Regions from separate parts of the Hordeum vulgare genome. Here region 2 is linked to region 1. Evidence: chromatin contacts called from public Hi-C data. All regions are on one chromosome and are shown on one strand. The core of a region is the stretch at or near the end of the contact, and the rest is flanking DNA. Distances in the headings are between cores, read along the strand shown. Region 1 has its middle 90 kb from the start of LOC123398838. Region 2 holds the start of LOC123433113.

The links. Hi-C and Micro-C count contacts between places; a contact is called where the count stands out from the background.
Region 2: a Hi-C map of leaf shows a contact between it and region 1, with 2.6 times the contacts expected there. The contact joins the promoter of LOC123433113 here to the enhancer-like site in region 1. A contact is called at or near these places in 3 of 6 Hi-C or Micro-C datasets (leaf and seedling) and 1 of 1 datasets of contacts at active chromatin or transcription factors (embryo).

The regions. Positions count from the first base shown.
Region 1 is chr1H:311,155,064-311,157,763 of MorexV3_pseudomolecules_assembly, reverse strand. No RefSeq gene overlaps it. Among protein-coding and RNA genes, the nearest start is that of LOC123398838, 90 kb to the right of the region's middle. Within about 2 kb of position 1,288, at least 2 of the 3 cell types and tissues checked have open chromatin away from gene starts, as enhancers often do. A contact at or near this core is called in leaf, where this site is marked.
Region 2 is chr1H:311,564,868-311,567,567 of MorexV3_pseudomolecules_assembly, reverse strand. LOC123433113 reads right to left here and starts at 1,364. Exons shown (of 5, transcript XM_045115434.1): 1 at 1,181-1,364; 2 at 581-912; 3 at 104-199. The coding sequence starts at 1,280.

The DNA of each region.
Region 1 (2,700 bases), core at 39-2,538:
ACATCGATCATGACTGCTTGTGTAATATTACACAATATGATCATCAAGGATGAGAGGCATTTGGACTTGATATACAACTATGACAATGTTGTTAGCCGCGTGAAGCGTGTCACGGACGGTGATGAGATCATTGCATTTCTTGAGACCTACCGCAAGATCGAGAACTGTGACACGCAGAACCAACTCCAGGATGACTTTATTGAGCATCTATGGCAGCTCTATGGGGTGAGATAGATCCCCATTTGTATGTATTTTTATTCGTGTGAGATTTGAACAATTTGGTGTTGTAATAATTATTTGAATTAAAATATTTATTGTAATGATGACTATTGTTGTATTGTGAGTTGCTTTTAGGCCATTTATATTGAATTTATTTTAAATTTTGCTGAAATATGTTATTTATTTAAAGTTATGTAAAAAAATGTGGTGCAACGAGTGCTTCGACTGAACAGATCCGCAAATGTGTCCCACAAAACTTTTGCGAGACGCGTTTGCGGAATCTGTTCGGCCGAAACGCTCATCGCATTGTAAAATATTTTTCCGAGAGCCCTCAAATCATTTTTTTTGTGATGTCTGTTTGCGAGGTCTGTTAGAGAAGCTCTTAATGAGAGACTTTTGATCTCGCATTCAGGTTCTGGAAGCTTTCCACCTAGGTTTTGGGAAGAATCTGAAAGCTTCTCGCCGTTTGTTCTGTTTCTCGTACAGGTCATCTCTCTTTTTTGCCTTTGTTATATATCTTTTTAGCCTTTTTAGTTTTATTTTTTATTTTTCTCTTTATTTTTTCAAAATGCGCAAAAAATAAAATTCAAATATTTTTCAAAATCAAAATTGTTTTAAAAAAATGTGAACCTTCATTTTAAAAATTCGTGATTTTTTAAAATTCATGATTTTTTTTCCAAATTCTTGAATTTCTTTTCAAACATTTTGGTGAATTTCTTCACAATTTTCTCCCGTTCACGAACCATTTAAAATTTGTATTTAAAAAAAAATTGTAATCTTTCTTTAAATCCATGTTTTTATTTTCATAACCACAAACTTTTTGCAAACTCCCAAACTTATTTCATACCCGTGAACTGTTTTCGAATCCATAAAAATTCCAAACTTTCCAAAATCTTGACATTATTTTCTTCAAATTCGTGTTTTATAAATTAGGAATCGTTTAATATCTAAAATAATTGAAACTTATTATTTTCTAAAGCCTTGGCGGGAGGAGGAAACCAGCACGTGTCGCTTATGGGCCGCTGTCCAAGTAGCTCGGACGCCGTAAACGCCAAGTAGGAGGGGAAGCCCTATTTAACGCACAGGCGCCGGTTAACGGCAAAGTTTGCTAACCGGCGCCTGCAGCGCTCCTTCATAGGCCGGCCCATTTAAAGATCTGATCTGTGTTTAGCTTGTGAATTTTTTTCCAAATTGATGAACTTTATTTGAAAATCGATGGACATTTTTGAAAATTGATGAACTTTTTTAAAAATCGGTGAACTATTTTTAAAATCAGTGAAGATAATGTAAAATTTGCGAATCTTTTCAAAATCAATGAACTGTTTTTAAAAATTGATGAATTTGTTTTGGAAATCGATTATTTTTGTTTGAAAATCAATAATTTGTTTTCGAATTCTGTGAATTTTTTAAAATACATAAACATATTCAAAAAATTGGTGAACTTTTTTTATAATCATTTAACTTTTTTCGTGACTCTGATCTTTTTTGAAATTCTATGAACTATTTCTTAATTTTTAAGGAGCGACAAATTCTACATGGGCTGGCCCACTAGAAAGAGCGTTGCATGCGTCGGTTTGCCTATCCGGCGCTGTGAAGGCGTCGTATAGGACCTTCCAAGTAGGAGTAGATTAATGAGCTGCTCGACTCGCTAAGCTCATGCACGTCAACCTTGTTACGCTTAACGAGTAAAAAATATTCGGCTTTGTTCATTTAAAGCTCTTTTAGCTTAGGAGCGCCCACGAGTGCTCGTTAATACACTATACGATGTGTTACAACTTACACATTATAGTAAGCACTATGCTCCGGCTTGGTAGACGTGATATATTCACGCTCGTTTGTTCGTGCAATCTCTTTGCCATTTGAAGACAATTAGATTTAAACATTATAATAGAAAATTAAATAAGGTGGCTCATGAAATTGCTAGGTTAGCGAAATTTTCATCCACTAGAGATTGGTTTGAGAAGCCAATGAATGATATTGTATCTTTTCTTATGAAAGATGTAACTATTATTTCTAATTAATGGAGTGGAAGTTTATTTCAAAAATTCCGTTTTCGTTTGTGTAGTAATGATTAAGCATGATCATTCATACGAGACTATAGGGTTGGGAGAATGCCCCCGCTTCGTTCGAAGGAGTGTCGACTCGGGCGGATCCCGTGCAGCCGCCACCCTTTGCTCCTTCGATCTTGCTCCCCCCGCCGTCGTTGAAGGATGCCTCCGGTCAAAGGCCGCGAGGATGATGGCAGCGACGGGTCCTCATGCTCCTCACGCGATTGATGGCTACAGGGGGACCCATCGTTTCTCACGTTACATGATCTTTGGTTGGAGCTTCTTGGCGGGCCTGGATGGCATGGTTCGGCCGACGAAGATGGGTGCCGGGGCAGCGGTCCCGAATTTCTTCGATGACGTCGACTGTCGATGTGAACGCGAGGGCGGCACGATGACTGGATCGGGGGGCTCGATGCGCCTCAGCTACTCATCT
Region 2 (2,700 bases), core at 115-2,614, 410 kb before region 1:
AACAGTTCTAAAGTCTACAAGCTGCCAAGGTATTGTAAATCTATCAGTTCATTTTAAACAAAAACTGGCCAGTTTACATAGGTTGCCAAGCAGATTTACTCACCCTAAAATCGGCTTTCCTTAGAACCTCCTTTGTAGATGTTTCAAACTGGGGTCTTGGGGGATTCCTTGGGGCTGCAGGTTTTGTAAGGTCAAGATCCTGTATGCAGTAGAGTTGGATAAAATCTGCTGTTAGAAGAGTATCATTCAGTAGATAACAGACTGATGCTTGCATGTTTAAATGATAAATGTTATTTAGATATCTGAAATGCTATGACGATATCTTCTGGTGGTTTGTGGTTTTTTAGGCAATAATGGATCAGACGAGCAATTTGTTTCTGTTTTGACAAACATATATCAACAAAAGCACCACTGTGTGGAAATATACTAACTCCGCAGAATCAAGCTCACACATTTAGCCACACTTCTCAGAATACTTGTAAATCACTGAATAATGCTAGACTAAATCTCAAGACTGCAAAGGAATTGTAGTCTCCCAAATACCTGAATCACTGAAAAAACAAACAGATATCTCTCTTACCTTGACACTGTAAGTCGAGCCACGCCTGTAATTCACATCCGGCCTGAAATCGTAGTCATCTTCGTCAACCTCGTCCGTCATATGAAAGGTGCGGGCCGCGTCGTCCAGCTTCTCGTTCATGCCATCATTCGAGGAATCGAAAACGTCCATGGACCCACCATTACTACTCTCGCCAAACTGGGGCCGACCAAAAGCACTCATTCCAAAGCCCGTGCCGCGCCTTCCAAACGAGTTCCCAACCCCATCGAGCTTCCCGAAGAATGCCTTGTCATCTGATGATGGCTCAAACATACGTTTCTCAAAGTCGTCCGCGCTCTCCACCGCGCCCTCTCCTGCGAGGCAACATCCACAGCAAACCGGCGTGTGAGACAACAGCATCGCTAGAGTACTTTACACATCAAAAAAATTCCCCAAATATCACGCATGCCGACATCACAAATGACTGACGGGGTTTGGAAAAATGTTTTGATTTAAACGTAGATCTCTCCCTCCTCCATTCGATTCGATGTTTTGGTTGTGACGGAATGGAGAACGGGTGGGCTAGGTCCGGGTGCCAGAAATACTGCGAGGGGGGAGGAGGGAGAGGCTGGGGGTGCTTACCGGACAGGAAGGAGCGGCGGAACAAGGAGGCTGCGGCGGATGATGGGTGGGAAGTGAGCAGGCGTCGTGGAAGAGATCGTCTCAGCGCCGAGCTCGCCATCTCGCTCAGTGCCTCGTCGCCGGCGCCGCAACCTGTCACCAGAGAAGCGAAGGCAGGGATTTGGGGGGTTGGGGCTTCTTTTTGCGTTTCAGACCCGTAGCTGGCCACCTGAGCCGGCCCGGCCCGGCCCAAGGCTGAATGTGCCTGGCATGGCACGTTTACTTAAGAGCAGCTCCAACAGGAGCAACTAGTTAGCGAGCGCTCCTTCGGAAGCCTTCGCTTGATACGTTCTCAGTCGCCGTCACGTGTTGTGTTTTGAACGTTTCCTTCGTATTTTATTTTTTTATTTTTTTTCGCACGTGTTTTCGACTTTTTAGATTGGTTTTTTCGTACGACCGTTCCTCTCGGAAAAAGAAAAAACGGGTTTTTTGCTCTTTTTTTTCTCGCGAGAGACACGGTTTTGTTTTTGCGAGAGGCACGGCCATGCCTTTCGAAAAGGAAAAAAATGTGTTTTCTGCTCTCTTTTTTCCGCGAGATGCACGGTTTTTCTATCGCAAGAGGCATGGCCGTGCCTCTCAAAAAGGGAAAAAATGTGTTTTCTCGTCTCTCTTTTTTCGCAAGAGGCACGGTTTTGCTTTTCCGAGAGGCACGATTTTGCTATCGCGAGAGGCATGGCCGTGCCTCTTGAAAAGGGAAAAACGCGTTTATTGCTCTCTCCTTTTTCCGCGAAAGGCACGATTTTGCTTTCACGAAAGCCACGATTTTGCTATCGCGACAAGCACGGCCGTGCCTCTCGAAAAGAGAAAAACGTGTTTTCTGCTCTCCCTTTTTTTCTTCGAGAGGGACGGTTTTGCTTCCGCGAGAGTCACGGGTTTGCTCTCGTGAGAGGAACGACTGTGCATCTCCGGAAGGAAAAAACGCTAGTTTTTCATCCTTTTTTCGTAAAAAAAAAAGTTTGTTAAAACATATCAACATGGGATCTAGTTTTAAAGATTTCTACGCGAGAAACCCAACGATGAAAACAGTTCAAGATTTGAACTCACTCTTTACGAGATAGAACATTTTGAAAATACGGATCTACGGAAAAAGGAAAAACTCCCAGGTTACGACAAGTGACACGCATGTAGTATGTCACTTGTCGCAATCTCAGGAAGTGAAAGTAATCGTTGAAAGGTATACTCGCTAACTAGTGATTTTGCTCCAACGGGGGTGCTCCTATTTGGCGCCTTCAACGTTAGTTAGGGAAACCGGCGCCTGCAGGGCTTCTCCTTATCGGTCGGCCTATGTAAAAATGTGTTGGTCATAAAGAAATTCAAAAAAGTTCAAAAAGTTTAGATTTGCAAAAAAGTACAATTATTATGAAAAAAGGTTCACCGATTTTTTAAATATGTCCATGGACTTTCAAAAAAGTTCATAGAATTCGAAAAAAACATCGATTTTGAAAAAAGTTCATTAATTTTTAAAAACAATTCACTGATTT